2 separate regions of the Sus scrofa genome follow, and region 1 is linked to region 2. A link is a contact called in public HiChIP or PLAC-seq data. All regions are on one chromosome and are shown on one strand. Each heading gives the region's core, a stretch centred on a gene start, on an enhancer-like site or on the middle of the called end of the contact. The rest is flanking DNA. Distances are from core to core; before and after follow the strand shown. Region 1 holds the start of EIF2B4 (a long non-coding RNA gene). Region 2 holds the start of PPM1G (protein phosphatase 1G).

Region 1 (4,436 bases), core at 122-2,621, 34 kb before region 2:
CTCAGGAATGGAGAGCCAACAGAGGTCTTGAAACGATGGGAAAATACCTGAGGGGTTTCTCCAGCTGTGCTGGGGCAGGACTGAGGAGGGGGCCCTCCTTGTTCCCCTTTTCTTGCCTGCTTCAGGGCCCGCTCAGCCTCTTGCTTCGCTCGCCGTTCAGCTCGAAGTTCAGCTTTACTCCGACCTGCTGGAATTTTCTCCTTGGCAGTGCCCAACTGACTGTCCGGTCCTGGCAGGTCTTTGGTCGGGCCTACTAAGGGTAGATGGAAGAGGTGCCCAAGCTCCAGGCAGGTACTATCTATGCCCCAACCAAAGCTTCTTTTCTGTTTATCTAAACTTTGTCTCTCTTCACTTGTTCCAACCAACTTTGTCCTGTCTCCCCTTCTTCTCTCCCGCCACATCCCTTTACCAGCTCCACAGCCCAGCCCTTTAAAAAAGCCCCCGCACCTTGACATTGGGCTGCAGACACAGCAGAGCCAGTTTCTGGTTCTGTCCCCTTTTCCTCCTTCCGTTTCTTCTTTTGCTGTTTCTTTTCTTTCCGAAGCTGCAGCTTTTCTTCTTGGGTCATCTCCCTCCCCCCTGCCTAAGACACAGACATAAATACTGCTTTTTCCCAACCATTTCAAAAAACGAATAAACACTACAGGATTCCCAAAAGGTCCCTAATGCTCCTTAACTCTTACCAGCTACCTGTTACAAGCTAACAGCCCACAGGGATGGAAGCCTTTCCCCCAGGATCGCAGTCACATTACCAATAAGGCTTATAAGTTGACACTGCCTCCTGCGTAGCGCTTGACAGGCGGCTTGGGAGGGCACCCTCACTTACCCCTGGCCGAGAAGCAAGCTCCGCCTTCATCCCAGATCCCGAGTCTGCATCAGAAAACAGGGCACAAAGTGAATCAGAGAGGTTCCGGAAGGGTTTAGAGGGGCTCGTACTCGACGCAGCTGGCTGCTGGGTCCGCATGACCACGGCTCCTCCACCAGGCGGGAGGTGAGCCAGGGATCCGCGTGGGGACGCAGTGCGCAGCAGGATCAAAGGCGGCGGGGGGAGGAGAGAGCACGCACCCTTCCCGCAGGAACAGGCCGACGCGCAGGGCGGAGTGCGTCCGAGACACCGCGGACCAGATTCCCGCGCGGTGCCGGAACCGAACGACAGGGCCGAGAGGGGCTCGGGGCCCAGCCGTAGCCTCCCAGGGCCTGGCGGCTCGCGTACCTGTTTGTGCGGCCGCCCCTTCACTCACCCTCGCGAACAGCCACAGCCACAGCAGCCATCACCCGTCCTAGGCTCCGCCCGCTGCAGTCACAGGGACCAGAGCGCCCCCAAGGCCGACAGCTGCGGAGCGCAGCTCCCCCACCCAGAGGACTACAAGCCCCGACGTGCTCTGCGGCTCCGCCCGGGCTATGGGTCGCGATAAGGGCCCAGTCAAACCTGGGTTCCCAATCCCGGCAGTAGGCTCTTGCCCTTTAGACTACAGTTCCCAGGATTCCCCGGGAAGCTGCGCCCCAGAGCGGACGTCTCCAGTCCTTCCCTCCTCGGATCTCAACGGCCGCCCCCCCCGCCCAAAAATGGCGAGCGAAGCTTCGGGGACGCGCTGAGTAGCGGAGGCGAGCGTGCAAAGCCACTGCGGCCCTCACAGTTCGGAGCCCGGCCGGGCCCTGCCGCAGGGAACATGCACTTTTCCATTCCTGAAACCGAGTCCCGCAGCGGGGACAGCGGCGGCTCCGCCTACGTGGTGAGGAGCGGCCGGAGCCCGGCCGGGCAGGGGCGGGGATAACGGGCCGGAGCCCTCCGAGCGGCCTCCGAGGTCTGGCCGCCGCCTTTCGGGCCTGGTCACTGGCCGCCAACTCCCGATGGCCTCGCTGGGAGCTTATATTACGTCTCAGATTCGTCCAGAGGTCTCCCCAGCTCCTGTAGGTCCTTTGTTCCGCCGCGTCACCTCCCTCGACTGGGCCGCGGCTACTCTGGTGGGCGTCACTGGCCTCTTGGGGAGGAAGACTCCAGCCCGAGCGCCCGGGTTTCCCCGGGACCGGTCCTTCTGCTTTGGGACCTGGCTCCGGGGCAAACAGACTGGCAACCTTCGGAAGATCTCGGCGCCTTAATCAGGCAGAGCTGTGCCAGGCAACTTCCGGCCAGGGTTCTCAAGGGGGTCGCCCAGACCGCGACCTTAAAATGCTTGCCTGTTTTTGTGTCCTCAGGCCTATAACATTCACGTGAATGGAGTCCTGCACTGTCGAGTGCGCTACAGTCAGCTCCTGGGGCTGCACGAGCAGGTGGGACTAGCACTCCTGCCTTGAGGCAGCTTCAAGCCCTTTCCTACACCTGGGCATCAGTGTCTCCATTTTCCCCCTCGTCGCTTTCCCGGGGGCTGTAGTTCCCTTTTACTCACTACCATAATCACTGCCATGTTGGATCTGGTGCTTTATCTTACCATCGTCTGACATTTCCAGGGGACTCCCCACGAATCTGCGCCTCTAACTGCGCCTCCCTGTACTAACATCCTCCTTCCTGCTTCTTGGTCCCCTCCTTACACAGCCTGTACACTGCCTTTGTCCGTGCATGGAGAAACCGACGACCCTTCCCCGCTCCACTGCCAAAGCACTTTCCCTCTGTCATCTGAGCTGCCACTTGAAACTCTCTTCCCTGCTCATACAAACCATTCACCAGTTTCCTTCTGTGTTCCTTGACTCACCTGAGTGGGTGTAGCTGTTCCAGTTATCCGTATGTGTCGATGATGTAATGTTTCTCCGTTCTCCACACCAAATTGTGAGCTCTGTATTTAACTCAGTACAGCGTCCTGGTTCTATTCATAACTGGTTGTGCAGCCCTAAGCAAGTTACCTGATTTCTTTGGGCCTCGGCTTTCACACCTGAAAAATGGATTTGTTGATCTGCAAAGTCCCTCTCAGTCCTAAGACACGTCGCGAACATACTTAGCCATTACTTGTTTGTGCACACAAACCTTTCTTACAAAGCCCTTTGCTTCCTGTGAGGGTTCAGTGAACACAGCCTTGCTAGATCATCAAGGTGCTCCCAAAACCCAGGCCCTTTACAAACTCTCCCCGTATTGTGAAGAGGCTGACTTCTACACAGTAAGATCGGAAAGAACCTGTATCTAGGACAGCGCTCCCTTGGGATGCTGCCTCTGCCAAAGGGCTCATTTCCTGGATGACCAGGGGACACAGGGGAGCAGGAACTGAGGCAGGGGAAGGAAAGCCCAGGAGGACATTATGAGTGTGTGTTGCCTCTTCTCTTTTGCTGTGTTTGTGTGAAGAATTGTATCTCTTTCTCCAAATAGCTTCGGAAGGAATATGGGGCCAATGTGCTTCCTGCATTCCCCCCAAAGAAGCTTTTCTCTCTGACCCCTGCTGAGGTAGAACAGAGAAGAGAGCAGTTAGAGAAGTACATGCAAGCCGGTGAGTGGTTGGAGGGAACTTTAGGCTGACTCTGTTGAGGACTCCAGGGAGAGACTCAAAGCAGCTGGTTCTGTAGAAGGTTCTGAAGTAGTTTCTAGATCTGGGAGGCCTCTTGTTTGATGTATTGTTTAATTACCAAAAGTAAATAGTTGGAGTTCCCGTAGTGGCTCAGCGGGTTACAATCCCAACTAGTAGCCATGAGGATGTGAATTCGATCCCTGGACCCACTCAGTGGGTTAAGGATCCAGTTTTGCCGTGAGCCGTGGTGTAGGTCACAGATGTGGCTCGGATCCCGAGTTGCTGTGGCTGTGGTATAGGCTGGCAGCTGCAGCTCTGCTTCGACCCCTAGCTGGGGAACTTCCATATGCTGCAGGTGTGGCTCTAAAAAGACAAAGTAAATAGCATCCAAGTGTTCTCTAGGTATCAGCAAAATAATTTGTATATACACATACATATATATATATTTTTTTTCTTGTCTTTTGAGGGCCGGACTCAATGGCATATGGAGGTTCCCAGGCTAGGGGTCGAATCGGAGCTGCACCTGTCAGCCTACGCCACAGCCATGCCAGATCCAAGCCACGTCTGTGACCTACACTACAGTTCACAGCGAGGACAGGGATCGAACCCGCAACCTCGTGGCTCCTAATTGGATCCGTTCCTGCTGCGCCACGACGGGAACTCCAAGAAACACTGATATGATATGCAGTAGTGTTAGAGTAATTTAGATCTGTGGGGAGAACTTAATTTGTATCTGATGTGCTTTAGATTAACATTGTTACTTCCCTGGTTCTATAGCTTGGACTCAACTAGATGGTAGCCAGGGGTGGGGCAGGTGAAGAATTTATGCAAACAGTGAGAGTGAGGCCGGCTGGGAGATGTGACTGTCCACCATCAGCCCAGGAAATGGGGTCTGGGGGACCTATCAAGAAGAGAACTGGACAGCAGGGACAAGAGGGAATCCTAAGGTGGTAGAACATCATTCTCGTGTCCCCCACAGTGCGGCAAGACCCATTGCTTGGGAGC
Region 2 (4,630 bases), core at 1,498-3,997:
GCAAGAGGGGCTAGAGAGAGGCAGAAAGTATAAAATGCCAGCTATTGATAGTTGCCATCCTTGCCTCAAGAGAAAGGATAAAATAGTACTCTCTTAGCCTGAATCTATGCATCAGTCAGGCTTTTAGCAACCTTTATAATGTGCATTGGTGTGATAAACGTAGCTCAACTAAATCATTAGGACCAAGCAAATTAAGGTCAATAGAATTAATAAATAAGTGGAATTTTAAGTCCTAAAGGTTAAGAGGAACAGGAGTACATTTTCCAAAAAGATTAAGATTCACTCAAGAGGCTAGAAGTCCAAGTTATTTTCTTGCCATAGCAAAGAAACTGTTATACTTAAGGGAGAGAGGAAATAAAGCCAGAAGCGAAAGTATCATTGCAGCAGAACAGGATCCCATACAGGACTTGGAGTGTATTTTATTAGATATATTTAACTATTTAAACAAAAGTAAAATCAAATACTGCATAATAAGATTTTGAAACCCTAAGTGGTTATCTCCCAGGAGGAGGATTAGAATCTAAGGAATAGTCTAGTAAGATCTCTACAAACTAAACTGCCTCTGATGAAAAGTCATGTTCTAATTACTAGAGGAGGAACCAAAAATAAAGGGAAATGCCCTGCAGAGAAGAAGCAAACAGTACAGAATCACTGGGCAAACAATTTGGAAAACTGAATATCCAAGCAACTCAATTTATAAAGAAAACTAGAAAGAGTACCAAAGAAATGGAAAAGCCACAGCAGAGAGGAGAGTCGAAAATACTGAAGAAGAAACCTGAAAGAAAAGCTTTATTATGAGATGAGACAGTCACCTCAAATCTTACCAAATTAACAGAAAATGTCATAGAAACAGAACTCCAAATTACCAGCTAATCCCAACCCCAGCCTTAAATTAAGGGTTTCCTTTGGAAGCTTCACCCAGATATTCCTACAAGTCAGACAATTACATTTACCAAGTACTCAGTAAGCTCAATACTGTGCACCACAGTCAAAAGTGAAGGCTTTACCTCAGCCTGACACAGAGAACAGTGCAGCAAGAGTCTTGAACCATTTCCATCCTACAGATCTTTCCTCCAAGGCACAAGTATCCTAATCTCTCCCAGCCTCAATTTCTGAGCAGTAAAGGGTGGGAGCCAATCTTAGTGAGATAACTATAGGATCCTCTCCATTCCGGAAATTTTACACCTAATGATAATGTCTCCTGTGGGTTCAAAATTTCACTTTGAGAACAAACCATTCAAGTTTACACTGTCATTCCAGAGCTAACCACAGGGAGGAGTGAGGGATTTGAAGAAATTCCCAAGGGAGACAGTATTTGCTGCTACCTGAAGCCCACCTAGTAAATGGATCAACCCTCAATCCCAGACAGAATTATGAGCATTTCCCTGGCTCCTCTGCCTAGATCTCCCGGTACTCTTCACAAAAACATGTCACACGTCTTTCCCCCTTCCCTTCCTACCATAGTTTTCTCCATTCTCCTTTGCAGTTTCCCATACAGTTGCCCAATACTATGCCTTTTTCTCCAGAATTTTTCCATAGCAAAATTTTCTATGAAAGAAAAAGAGTTCTCTGTACGTTAAGACAAAAAGTTGATGAAATTGTTGAAAATCAAGGAAACTATAAACTACAACAAGCACAGGCAAAAGACAAGTACCAAGTTTTAGAGAAACCCCGAGTGAGGAAAAAAAGAAAATCAAGCATTATAAAAAAAGAAATTATCGTGATGGACACAATTCAAGTTTTCCAAAGGCCATGAAAGGCCCTGAAACAAACAAGAGACAATTCTTGCAAGTCAAGTCAAACCTCCGAAATTAATTTGTGGTGCCCAGGGCCAGGCAACTAGGTATTAAGAATTTGAAACAGACCATTTACCCGGCTTCCTTTCACTGTCAAACTCCTCGTCCAAAGAACCCTCTCACATCACTTCTTTTTTTTTTTTTTAAGTACACTCATTCACATCTATCCCCCTCTCCCTAGCAAAATCAATGGATAGTCCCTTTTCATCTTCACTCCCACACTAAACCTCACACCGTTTGCGAGCCTGGAAGGCTGGGTTAGCACGAGAGGATGGCGCGAAGGCACGGGGACGTCGGTCAGTGGGCGGAAGGTGCCTCTCCCCACATGGCCGAGCCCTCACCGCCAAGGTGGCCACCGGCACACGGTTCCCTAGCACCGGCAGCTCTCTCGCTGCCTCGGCCCCGCTCTCGCTGTCGCCCCCCAGATTGCTGCTCCGGTCGCAGGATCTCGATTCGGACCCTTCCCCGAGGATGACCCCATCCCCCCGCTCCCTTTCTCCGTCGGGTTCCCGCCCTGCAGTCGCCAGCCTATGGGCCCCTCCCGCCTCACCTCCATGGAGACGCGCCAGCCTTGCATGGCGGAGAAGCCGTAGGGCAGCGGCAGGCGCGAGGCGCCGACCCCGTCCCCAGAGCACTTCACCGTGTTGGGCTGGGAGAGGTAGGCACCCATGGCGGCGGCTGACCGGCGACCTCAGGGGAAGGCGAGTGGGGCGCGACCCGTGCCGGAGCCGGAGCCCCGGGGGCGCGCGTGGCAGGAGCGGGCTAGACTGCGCGGCCGACGCAAGGTGCCGGTGAAAGGCGCGAGGCGGGCCAGGAGGCGGTAACGGGACGGGAGCAGAGAGGGAGCGGAAACGGAAACGGCACCGCTTCAGACCCCGCCCGGCCGGCGCGGCGCGGCACGGCGCCGCGCCGCGGGTAGTCATTTCCTTAGCAACTCGCCCCGCCCGCGGGGACAACGGCCCGCCCAACCGCCGCTCCCGCGAGACTGGCGCGGCCACGCCCACCAACGGCCGCGGCCTGCTTGGGCCGTCCCCGTGGGCTGCGCGTTGCCTCCAGCTCTGCCACCCTGTCCCCCGCCTCTTCTCCTGGCCTCGCGTTTTGCCTGAGCTCTTTTGTTTGGGACCTGGGGCTTCCGGTCCATCCTCCAGCGTGTCAGCTCCCTGTCTCCCCTCCGCGCCCGCAGACTCTGCGAACCGCGCCCGAAAAGGTTGACTTAAAGTTGGCTAGTATTTGTTCTGAGAGCATGAAGTATCCTGGCCAGGCCTTGTGAGGTCTGTGCCAGTGGGATGTGAGTCTTTTTGACAAAGAAAATGAAGACCTTGATCTATGACGTCTGTGCTGGTCGGGATGAAATCAGAGGAGAGTAAGAGATAGAAACCTACGGTAATCAAGGGAGTGTGATACTGGTACAAAAAGAGATGAAAGGATCAGTGGAGCAAAACAGAGCGCAGAAATAAACCCAGACACATCAGTTAAGACCCACAAAGGGGGTAAGAATATAAAAATGGAAGGAGTTCCCTTGGTGGTTAACGAACGCGACTAGGATCCATGAGGATGCTGGTTCGATCCCTGGCCTCACTAACCAGATTAACGATCTGGTATTCTGGCATTGCCTTGAGCTGTGGTGTAGGTGGAAGATGCAGCTTGGATCCAGGATTGCTGTGGCTGTGGTGTAGGCTGGCAGCTGCAGCTCCAATTCAACCCCTAGCCCGGGAACTTCCATATACATATGGGGTGCCCCCCCCAAAAAATTTATATAATAAAAGGATCTGGTGTTGCCATGAGGTGTAGATCGAAAACACACCTTGGATCCTGCGTGGCTGTGGTGTAGGCCGGCAGCTGAAGCTCAGTTTGGACCCCTAGCCTGGAAACTTCCATATGCCACGTGTGGGGCCCTAAAAAGACAAAAAAATTAAAAGAATATAAAGTGGGGGAAACATCAAAGCCCTCAGGAACCACTGAGTGGGAGTAATAAACTTCTTGTTCTACCAAAATAAATAAAAATAAAACGGGGGAAAGACAAGTCTCTTCAGCAAGTGGTGCTGGGAAAACTGGATAGCCGAATGTAAATCAATGAAACTAGAAAACACCATGCACAAAAATAAACTCAAGATGGCTTACAGATGTAAACATAAGACATGACACCATAAAATTCCTAGAAGAGAATGGAGGCAAAACATTCTCTGACATCAACCATACCGATGTTTTCTTAGGTCAGTCTCCCAAAGTAATAGAAATACAATAAAAATAAATAACACCTCGAGGTCCCGTCGCGGCTCAATGTTTAACGAATCCGACTAGCACCCATGAGGACTCAGGTTCAATCCCTGGCCTTGCTCAATGGGTTAAGGATCTGGCATTGCCGTGAGCTGTGGTGTAGGTCACAGATGTGGCTCAGTTCCCGAGCTGCCGTGGCTGTGGCATAGGCCAGCAGCTATAGCTCCTATTCAACCCCTAGCCTGGGAACATCCATATGTCACCGGTGAAGTCCTAAAAGACAAAAAAATTTAAAAAAATAAGACCTAATCAAATGTACAAGTTTTGTACAGCAAAGGAAACCATAAACAAATGAAAAGACAACCTACAGAATGGGAAAAAAAATAGTTGCAAATGATGCAATCAATCGACCAGGGCTTAATCTCCATAACAACACAACAACACAATGCTCAACAACAACAAAAAACACAACCCAGTGGAAAAGTGGGCAGAAAACCTAAACAGAAATTTCTCCAAAGAAGACATATGGATGGCCAGCAGGCACATGAAAAAATGTGCCTAATTATTAAAGAAATGCAAATCAAAACTACAATGAGGTACCACCTCACAACAGTCAG

Evidence for each region. HiChIP or PLAC-seq counts read pairs in DNA pulled down with a chosen protein or histone mark.
Region 1: a contact with region 2 is called in an H3K27ac HiChIP or PLAC-seq map of alveolar macrophages. The contact joins the promoter of EIF2B4 here to the promoter of PPM1G in region 2. A contact is called at or near these places in 5 of 47 Hi-C or Micro-C datasets (liver, retroperitoneal adipose tissue and skeletal muscle) and 2 of 2 datasets of contacts at active chromatin or transcription factors (alveolar macrophages and skeletal muscle).

Annotation. Positions count from the first base shown.
Region 1 is chr3:111,778,596-111,783,031 of Sscrofa11.1, reverse strand. It overlaps EIF2B4 (a long non-coding RNA gene), which reads right to left and starts at 1,371. Exons shown (of 13, transcript XR_002342807.1): 1 at 1,242-1,371; 2 at 827-870; 3 at 448-583; 4 at 49-253. It overlaps SNX17 (sorting nexin-17), which reads left to right and starts at 1,487. Exons shown (of 16, transcript XM_021087689.1): 1 at 1,487-1,733; 2 at 2,197-2,271; 3 at 3,296-3,413; 4 at 4,411-4,436. The coding sequence starts at 1,671.
Region 2 is chr3:111,746,129-111,750,758 of Sscrofa11.1, reverse strand. PPM1G (protein phosphatase 1G) reads right to left here and starts at 2,747. Exons shown (of 10, transcript XM_005655254.3): 1 at 2,347-2,747. The coding sequence starts at 2,466.